Linked DNA regions of Danio rerio: all the other regions are linked to region 2. The links are chromatin contacts, called in public Hi-C and HiChIP or PLAC-seq maps. All regions are on one chromosome and are shown on one strand. The core of a region is the stretch at or near the end of the contact, and the rest is flanking DNA. Distances in the headings are between cores, read along the strand shown. Region 1 holds the start of itga8 (integrin, alpha 8). Region 2 holds the start of fam171a1 (family with sequence similarity 171 member A1). Region 3 overlaps mindy3 (MINDY lysine 48 deubiquitinase 3).

Evidence for each region. Hi-C and Micro-C count contacts between places; a contact is called where the count stands out from the background. HiChIP or PLAC-seq counts read pairs in DNA pulled down with a chosen protein or histone mark.
Region 1: a Hi-C map of fibroblasts shows a contact between it and region 2, with 2.6 times the contacts expected there. The contact joins the promoter of itga8 here to the promoter of fam171a1 in region 2. A contact is called at or near these places in 3 of 18 Hi-C or Micro-C datasets (caudal fin, fibroblasts and hematopoietic stem cells).
Region 3: a contact with region 2 is called in an H3K4me3 HiChIP or PLAC-seq map of embryo, with 2.6 times the contacts expected there. The contact joins the enhancer-like site here to the promoter of fam171a1 in region 2. A contact is called at or near these places in 5 of 18 Hi-C or Micro-C datasets (caudal fin, embryo, fibroblasts and 2 more) and 2 of 4 datasets of contacts at active chromatin or transcription factors (caudal fin and embryo).

Annotation. Positions count from the first base shown.
Region 1 is chr16:31,508,833-31,512,326 of GRCz12tu, forward strand. It overlaps itga8 (integrin, alpha 8), which reads left to right and starts at 2,026. Exons shown (of 30, transcript XM_021466921.2): 1 at 2,026-2,353; 2 at 2,707-2,840. The coding sequence starts at 2,145.
Region 2 is chr16:31,646,700-31,650,278 of GRCz12tu, forward strand. fam171a1 (family with sequence similarity 171 member A1) reads left to right here and starts at 2,151. Exons shown (of 9, transcript XM_073926083.1): 1 at 2,151-2,476.
Region 3 is chr16:31,417,077-31,420,420 of GRCz12tu, forward strand. All of the region lies in intron 10 of mindy3 (MINDY lysine 48 deubiquitinase 3), which reads left to right. Among named protein-coding and RNA genes, the nearest start is that of mindy3, 24 kb to the left of the region's middle. Within about 2 kb of position 1,920, at least 6 of the 62 cell types and tissues checked have an H3K27ac peak or open chromatin away from gene starts, as enhancers often do.

The DNA.
Region 1 (3,494 bases), core at 776-3,275, 140 kb before region 2:
CAGTGGTTACCTTTTCAGTTTTATTGAAAATATATTTCTACAACAACAGCAACTCAAAGGTTTGCAACCACTTAAGGGTGAGTAAATTTATATTATGTACATTTAAACCCCAACATGTAGGCTATTAATAATAATATAGCATAATTATGATGACATTAGCTGAAAATAAGAAGATAGATAGATAGATAGATAGATAGATAGATAGATAGATAGATAGATAGATAGATAGATAGATAGATAGATAGATAGATAGATAGATAGATTGATTGATTGATTGATTGATTGATTGATTGATTTTTGGGGGACAACTTAAATGTTTTAAGTTCAGTTCACTTAATTTTGTAAAAGATTAACCTAACTTAATTGATTTGTGTTGGGATAACATGAAGGAATTTTGTAATACTCAATAATTTTTATAATAAATTTTGTTACTAGCTAAAAAAGTACTGGATTCCAGAGTATTACTTCATGTTGTCCCAACACAAATCAATTAAGTTAACTTACAATTTTTCTCAGTCACTTTGGTGAGTTTCTCAAAACACTAGTGTATTTCTGCCCAACAGTTAATGCATTTCTCAAAACAACTAGTACAAACTGCAAAACCTAGATGATGTGTGTCACTTGCTCAAAATGGATAGTTCATTCCTTAAAAGCAAGTAATCAAAGTATCAGTGTCATCAAGATGAAAAGTCCTGACACCATTGTTTATGAACAAGATAGTCAAATGGATTAGTCATGTTTTCATTATGACAGTTTACTCTGTACATTTTTTCAATACAAAAAAAAGTCAGATTTTGGTGACGCTTCCTGAAAATGCTCTAGACAGCACTTTATACTATTTGCACAGCCATTTGAAAACTACAGTAAAGTTACACATCACTGCATTTAGTGAGGTATCTGAGTACAAGACACTGAAGATGTATGTTTCACATTTTTACTGCTTTATGCTCGCTGCAATTCTAATTTATTCACAGCATTGTGCAAAAGAATAAATAAAGCCTTATTTACAACAAACATAAACTTCCTTTGGGCAGAGCTGTGCACAACTGTAAAAAATATTGCAGAACATATTGGTACTGAACCTACAATATACACAGGTCTGTAAATCATTCATGAAATTGTTCAATTTAGAAGAAATTTTCAGGAAAATAAAGATTTGACAACTAGTTCAACATTGTTGTATGTAATGACTCAAGTAATGAAATGAGGACTATTAGTTTTATATGGAATGAGCATTAAGCATTTACAAGTTTAGTTAATTTTGACTGACATGACAAGCAAATGATAATGTTTTAAATAGCAGAGAGTTGTATGAAAGCAATTGATGCATGTCCAAAAGCATGTGCAATGGATACTGCTACTAGGATGTGCACAAATGACTAATTGTTTTGGGAAATGCATTAACTGTTGTGCAAATGTAAATAGTGTGAGAAATGCACCAGAGCCACTCAGAAAAACTGTAATTGTTTGTTTGTTTGTTTGTTTGTTTGTTTTTGTTTTGTTTGTTTGTTTGTTTGTTTGTTTGTTACAAATTCAGGTGAATTGAACATAAAACAATTAAGTTGTCAAAAAAAAACTCAAGAATTGTTTTGGCTCATTTTAAATAAGTAGTTTAAACAAGCAGCAAAAATAATTCTTTGAGTGTATACACAAACATATAGTAACAAAGTCTGTTTTTTGTTAGTGTATAGTAAGAAAGATAATGTAACAATGTTGTGTTGGATTATGGGTGTTTATGAAACCAACCATGATTCATATAGAAACTAATATTTAATATTAGGAAAAATAATAGGTTTAATAATTATTAAAAATATTTCAAATAAATAATGTCACTTCTAATTGTATTTAGTCTCATTTTAGTATTAGCCTAAATATATCTTCATCTCCTATTTGTCTAATTTTGTGAGTATATGTATATTATGGGTGTGTTTCCATAAAAGGAGTTGGCCGGATGCTGTGTGATGTGGTGCAGGAGTCCGGTCTCGTGCGCAGCTCATTATAATGTTTAGTACGCAGGGTTCGCGCAGAGAAAGGCGCGCAGCTTGCAAGAGGGCAGCAGCAGACGCGTGGAGCGCGCACTCAACATATGACAGCTCAACACGGACATACCGTACACTCTCTCTGCACATCTTTAAGCAGCATATATGGATTACACTCGGACACACAGGGCTGAAGCCATGCACTCTTGTTTGTCCCGCATGCGTTTTCGATGCTTTTTCCTCATGTTGTCATTTTTTTGCGAAGCTGCAGCTTTTAACCTGGATTTAGAAAAGCCCACGGTTTACAATGGACCTGAGGGAAGTTATTTTGGATACTCACTGGACTTTTACCACCCAACACAGGATAGAAACGTGTAAGTGGCAATTTCAGTGAATTATTTAGCTGTTTTGTTTGATAAAAAGTTTTCAAAGAGAAGTATCTTCCAGTAGCCCAAGTGTAGAAATAACCATAACTCAGTCTTGGTTTGGTTTATGCCAAACAATATTTAAGAGTATTCTTCGCAGCTTTTTTATGCAAAAACACTTTCAGCACCACCAATATGGACCAACACAATTCTGAAGTTGATTTTTGAGGGAATTTAATTAGAATGCTGACATAAAATAGATAAACATAAATTTTAAGAACAGTTGAGATATTTTCTCACTTGTAAATGCTTTGATCCAGTAGGATGCCGTTGTGTGTAGATTTATGCCTTTCTCTCTCCAGCATGTCGGTGTTGGTTGGGGCTCCTAAAGCGAACACCTCTCAGCCGGGGATTGTGGAGGGAGGAGCGGTGTACTACTGCCCCTGGCCGGCATCAGACCCAGACTCCTGCCGCCAGATCCCCTTTGATAAAGCAAGTAGGTACCCTCATGATTTATTACCCATGGTTCATGCAAAAGGTCCAGGTCCCACTGACGCAATTAGCCCCCTTCATTGAGAACGAGTACTTTTTATCGTTGTAATTACTAAATTAATTTAATTCCAGTTTTTCAATTAAATCTTATTCGCAAACAGACATCAGGCTATATATAGGCTACTTTTTATTTCTGAAATCTGCTTACACAGATATTTCCTTTCCCATGCTTCATCTTCAGACTCGGCTGCATAAATTCCTCTTCCTCCAATAAAAAGATCAAAAACCACATCCAAGAAAGAGTTAATTTCGCCGCATATGGTTTGGTTTAAAATTTCAGGAGCGGAGTAATTACCAGAGAAAGGCGCGTAACTTTACCTCAGCGCGTAATCTGCCGTAATTTAGACGTCCATTACGCGCGTCTATTAGTAAGGTCACCAGAACATTTTATCTTTGCATTTTTAATTTCTTTCTTCTGTAATTGGTCATGTCTTATTTTATGATGGGAAAATGTGAAGAATAGATCATGTCAATAGAAATTGTGCAACAGAGCCGAACTCGAAGTGAACACTTTTGATTCATTGATTCAGATCTATTATGTCATTTGGGGAGAAGTTTTCGTGAGTTTTTGGTATATTATTAGACTATTTCGAGAAGA
Region 2 (3,579 bases), core at 901-3,400:
ACATCTTCTTTTCTGTTCAACCCGAAGAAACAAAGTCAGACTGGTTTATAACAGCTAAATGCTGTGTATATGATGACAGATTATTTTTTTTGGTTGAGCTATTCCTTTAAATGTTTAACTAGGTTAAAGAAGCAGTAGGTGATCTGCCTAAATGCTAACCAGTTAGGCTAGCATAATATCTTTCAAACACAGTCACTCCTCCGTCGTCCAAATCTACGCCTCCTGAAATCATGAACGTGCACATTAAAGATGACAGAGACCCACTAGATCGCAGGTGTCAAACTCAGTTCCAAAAGGGCCGCAGCTCTGCACAGTTTAGTTCCAACCCTAATTAAACACACCTGATCAAACTAATTGAGTCCTTCAGGCTTGTTTGAAACCTACAGGTAAGTGTGTTGGAGCAGGGTTGGAACTGAACTGTGCACGGCTTCGGCCCTCCAGGAATTGAGTTTGACACCCCTGCACTAGATCATGTCATCCACCAATTAGAAAACTTTATAGTAGTTTATAATACTACAATTCTGAACAAAAACTGTATTATATCTAGCACGTTTTCAGTTATGTAGTTGGCAAGCAAAACTTGTCATCACTCTCTAATCAGTCTCAGTCATCAGTCACACTCTCTCAAGAGCTTTGCACTAAACCGACTACTGTATGCTTAGTGATTGGCCGGTGGCGTGCAGGAATTACACTTATTGCTAAGCCATACTTGCATGCTATTTCAGACCGAATATTGAAAATAGCATGGTAAACAATGAAGGGAATGTGTGTCACAGGTAGTCGTTGTTCAAAAATGAACCAATGTGAATATAAAACCAACTTCACCTCAGTAAAGCAGGCTATAGGCAGAATAGCGCTATTTACTGTTGTTTTGTTGTTATTCTAAATTATTTCACATCTGTCACATTCATAATGGAGCTTTTTCCTCATAAATGCAAAAAACTTCAAATAAAATAAAATCAATCATTTTTGTTTTATAGTGAGCCAACTCTTATCCTTTTGATTGCCATTATTTTTGGGGGGTTGTGAAGTTTAATTTACAGAAATTCTACAAAGTATGTTATATACTGCAAACTTACTAACTTTTTTAGTCACATCCATTAACGCATGTTTATTGTCCTCATTTAAAACACTAAAAATGTTTATAGATTGATATTTTTCTGATCCCATAACTCTGTGGTTAGTTGTTTTGAAAAAATATAAAGAGATGTTTCAAAATGATGTTAACATATACCATATACTCTGTGAATTTATGTTTTGAGTGTGTATATATGTTTCCCAGTGATGGGTTGCAGCTGGAAGGGCATCCGCTGCGTTAAAAAAAAATGCTGGATGAGTTGGCGTTCATTCCGCTGTGGCAACCCCAGAGTAATAAAGGCACTAAGCCGAAAAGAAAATGAATGAATGAAGGAAGAGCAATACTTAACAAAACAACAGAAATGCTAAACAAATCAGTCAAAATGGCTGTGTTTTAATATAGCAATGAATGGGCTTTGTCCACACAGACATTTAATTTCAGCCAGCCAGCCTTTCCATTATAAAATTGCCACGTGTAAGGTCTGATTTCTTTACAAATTAGTGATCTCCACTCCCTGATATATACAATATAAAGTGGGTCTCAGACCGAAAAAGAAGCACAACATCAAATTCCATTTCCCCTTTAAAATATGACAATTTACCCCAGTCTTTTCAATGGAGTTTCTGCGTTAGTCTGCTGCTCCCGGCTGTGCTAGAATTTACAGTCTTTCATCTCGTTTTACGCTTAAACAACTAAATAAAAGCTAGTCTATTCAACTGAATGTATTTTTATTACAGTGCAACATCGATACTATAAAAGGAAATTGAAAATAGCCACATTAAGCTTTCACCGGAAGTTTATCATTGGCTGAAAAACAGGCTATGCTATAAAGTTAAAAGTTAGCATTGCCCTCAGAAATATAAAGCAACTTTGTGATGATGATAATAACATAAATAACACCGCACTGTCCAATGAGACTAAAAAAAAAAGTTCTGTTCTGTGAAAAAAGATTTTTTTCAATGTAAAATACAGTATCGGACAGTAGATGGCGGCCTAATCCATCTTTCTGACCAGCACCATCTGTGCTCGGCATGGAAGTGGTTAAATTGGTGGAGTTGACTGGCTTTCTGCCGTTGTTTCGAGTCGAGTTGGGGGGAAAAAACAGCGGCAACGCGGAGATGCTGAGCGGAGGGGTTTTCTGATCGCCCTTCGGTGTTCAATGACATGAGCACACTTGCTAAAACACCAAATTATGGCAGGGAACCTCAGCTGCTACGAGTTTCAAAATACCCCTGCCGCATAAAAAAGCCGCATTGTTGACGAAACTGTAACCGTGAGCAGCAATAATGCGAGGGGCGGACAGGAGCCGCAGGTCTGCCGTGATTGTGCTCTGCCTGCTGGGATGCGCTTTATGGACGACGACCGCTAAAACACTGCAGGAGAGCAGCGATGCCAAAGGTAAGAGACGCGCCGAGACAACACCTGCAAACACACCACTTCTGCTCATGTTTATGGGAATTTTGGTAGACATTTGGGGAGCTTTGCTTGGACTTCCTAAATTTCATTCCCAGTGCTAACAGCTAGCAACCTTAGCATATTATAACGCAGTGTGTACATGTTTTATGAGCAAAGAATGTATGTTTTATGAATTACATAGTTTTTTCCACAAATTAGTGTTTAAACAGCGCAAACTGTGTTAAACTTACGTGGTTCAGTTGCTCTGCTGTTTTGTAAACCTCAAACCATCTGTTTGAAATCGGATCTCATTTTTGTGATGCCTGTCTTTGCAACAAGCATCACTGCAGCTTCCAAAGCTGTTCAACTATGAGGCACAGAAATGTCATTATTTTAGGTTGGAGCAATGTTATGTTTCTGTCTGTTGGACCCTAGTTTGTTTTTTAGATATAATTTAATATTCCAATATTTGTCTTGACTTCATTTTAGTTGTTTAGAAATCTGGAAATCTAGAGCTTTTCCATGAAATGGGTTGTCGGAATTGTTTGCTTCAGTTATTTCATAGAATATAAGTTTCTTAATTAAGGTAAAGTTGGTTTTATATTCACACATTCAAGCCTTTCCCTTTCATTCCCCCAAATTAATTTCAGAAAAGTATTCTTTGCCAATGCTAAACATGGAAATCATAATAACAGTCAATGACTGTCGAAGTACAACATTGTTCACAGTCAAGTAAATGGTGCTAATGTTGTTTTTAAGTCATATTTACATGTGACTTTAGACCAAATATATAAAGTACCATGGTAAACAATATAGAGAGAATGTCACAAGTTGTTATTGAACGAATGTGTGAATATAAAACCTGCTTTACCTCAGTAGTTTCTTAGCTCTTCTGAAGTTAATGCATTAGTATTAGGTTGTCTAAAACTAATATGCGCACGCGCACACACACACACGTATGTCAGGCTACTTTTCATTAAGTGCCAATATTTGCCACATGGAGTTGTTTTCTAGTGCCATTTCTGGCATTCATCTTCATAACAGGAGTCTGTTTCATTAACTTATTAGCTATGTCTGTTAGGCCCGGTTTTAGAAAAAAATGTAAT
Region 3 (3,344 bases), core at 670-3,169, 230 kb before region 2:
AAACACTAAAAACTGAACTACCCTGATCCAGTTACTATGACCATTTATGTGAAGCTGCTTTGACACAATCTACATTGTAAAAGCGCTATACAAATAAAGCTGAATTGAATTAAATTGAAAAAGTAAAATTTAATTTATTAAACTTTGATTAAAACTTAAATGTTTGTAAAGTAATTCCAAAAGTTTGAAAACTTTCATAATTGCATGTTTTTGGAATGTTTTTTTTCTGCGTAATATTTTTTATTCTCTTTTTCTACTCAAAATATCTTTGTCTTTATATGACAAAATATTCAGTAAAAACAATTTAAGTAATTTTGTGATTTGGTATTTAAAGTAAAATATATTTATGTTAATATATTTTAACATCAATTTTATTCCTTTTAATCAAAGCTGAATTTTTAGGAGCCGTCAATCCATTCTTCAGCCTTCATGGTGATCAGCTGATGCTAAGTACAGATTCTGATGCTTCAAGCCTTCTAATGCATAAAGCACATTTTTTCCTGATACTTAAGTATAATACTTGAATAGAGATCTCTCCTTACCTCAGAGAAAAAATTAGGGGCGTTGCATATTATCACTTAAATGTGTCTCTTTGCAAGGTGTGAACATGTCATAGTCAGAAGCAGCTTTAAAAAAAATGGATAAAACAGATAAAAAAAAATTGGTTAAAAAAATGACAAACAATGCAATTCGGAAACATTGCAAATGATGGAATAAGAATTCAACATGTCTCAATCAAGAAAAAGTTTGAAGTGCATATTAAAATGCACATATACACTGCAAAACCCAAAAAGTTAAGGTAACTCAAACATTTGAGGAAACCAATTGCAACAAACCATTTAATTTAAAAAACTAATCCTAATGAGTACTGTGAACATTTGAGTAAATGAAGCAATTTGAGCTCAGTAAAACCCAATAAATGAAGAGAACTCAAACTAACTGAGTACTGTAAAACCCAATAAGTTAAGGCAACTCAAACCATTTAAGGAAATTTGCTACAATTGCTACAAACCATTTGATTTGAAAAAACAAACAATCTATATGAGTACTGTGGACTTACTCCATTTAAGTTGAAGTAATGAGGTATTTAACTCATTGCCTTCAACACTGAGTTCAAAACTCTTTTTCAAATGAGTAGAATTAACTTTCAGTAAATTTTGAGTTGACTACACTCGTTTCATTATTTTGACTTTTGGGTTTTGGTGTATAAATCCATAATTTTTTTTTTTTTTTACTAGGAATATAAACTACCGTTTGTTGCAATAAGTATATTAGAAGAAGTTATATAACTAAATATTCATCCTAAAATATTTTTGATGTTTTATTTATGTAATCTGTCCAGAGAAGCTTTCAGTGGACTTGCAATATTGTTAAAACAGACATTCTTTTTGTTCTTATATGTAAAATGGCCTAAATACATGCAAGTCATTGCTCATCATCTCCGACTAACACAAACACTTGCGATCCGTTCATGAGATCGGCCAGATCAGCTAATACCGATTGAGTCATTAAATGTGATTATCGGCCGATGCCGATACATTTTTTTAAGTAATGCACATTGATTTATTAACTCGCTACACAGTGACTTATTAACTTGCAACATCAGCAAGCTATTAAATCCGTGTGGAGCGTTTTAAATTGATCACTTACAAGGCACAAATGACAGTTAGGATGTTGTCTTAGAAAACATCTGCCTATTTAGGCAGAAAGTCTTATCACTGGGTTTTTAAATAAAGCTCTCTGGGAGGAAAGAGAAACCGCAATGCTGGTAAAGTCGTCTGGTGCACCCCAGGGCTCTGTCATCCTCTGCTAATTTACTGACTCCATGCCCCCAAACACAAACACTGGCCTTGCGTTTGTGTGTCCCACAGGAGTTCACCTCACTGCAGCGGTCATGCTTCTGTAAAGCCCTGCTCCGCTACCGCGAGGTGCCCTCAGTCATTTGTACCGCCACATAGGACCACCGTGTTCTCACAGCATTAGCACAACAGTGAATGTGAGTCAAAACCAACAAGGGCTCTGATTTCTGTCAGCCTGAAAGACTTCAGTCATCAAGTTCTTACATGTCTTCCATGAAAGGATGGCACTGTGGGCTATACACGAACATATGTAAAAGAATATAATAGGAAGGAAGGAAAATAATATCGCTTAATAGACTCCAGTCTCATCAGACACTGTGTGTGTTTCTAGTTTCGTCAGACAGTTGTCTCTGTCAGCCATTGTGCTGCCTGACGCATCATTAATCAATCTTTTAGTGGGATCTGATCTATTATATCCGCTTAAGCTTTGTAGTGCCGCACTTACACATGTGTGTACATACAGTACACACAATACTGTGGCAAATGAATGCGACAGCTTGGGGACTGTACACAACTAGAACAATAACTACATTCTTATGTACATTTCTAGGAAAATTGTAAACTAGAGAATAGAGAGTATGCACACCACACCACTAAGTGAATTCATTGACCTCTTTATTGTGGGAAATTAATTGCTTATCAAAGTCTTGGTTTTGTAATTCGTTAAAGAAGTATTAAACCAATTCATGAACCATTTTTAGCTTTCAGTTTTGGATGTTCCTCTAGCTAAATATGAATATTGTTATGTATTTTATTAATTGACATTGATAATCATTGTTATTCAACGATGTCTTTTGTATTGTATTGGCTTAAAATGTGATTTTAAGTCTTGTTAAACTTTTTTCTTTCAAAGTGTTTTAACATGTTTGGTACAGGAAAAAAAACAATCTTCTATACATTTCAATCATAATAGTCATGTTTTCAGCATATGCTTTACCAGAACAAGAAAAATAAATCTGAAAATAAGTATATATAAACAATCATACAAATCTGTAAATATTGTTATATTACATTTAATAAATGCAGGAATATGAAAACAAGTTTACATTAATGCAAATATTTAATTATTTTTGAAACCATTTCTAGTTGTACAAATACACATTTGAGCATTATTACTAAACTGTGTCTGCATTTTCTTTAACACCTCATAAAGCTAGGTGACTCAAGATACCATTTATAATCGCATTAATGACCTCAATAATCGCAATATAAAAGTTTCCCAAATCGTGCAGCCCTAGTGTAAATGTATGTTCGTCACCTTTGAGGACCAATAAACAGATTTAAAAAGCCATTTCAAGTGCAACTTCTGTTCCACCTTTTGGAGTAAAGATGTTTTTTTATTAGTGATGCAATGTTATTGGAAACAGTTTACTGTATTCAGATTATATGGTTAAACTAAAGGATTTGATATAAAAGACAACTGATAAATAAGTACCTTTTAAAAAGAAAAAAAAAACATGGTAATAAATTTGAAACAAATATTAA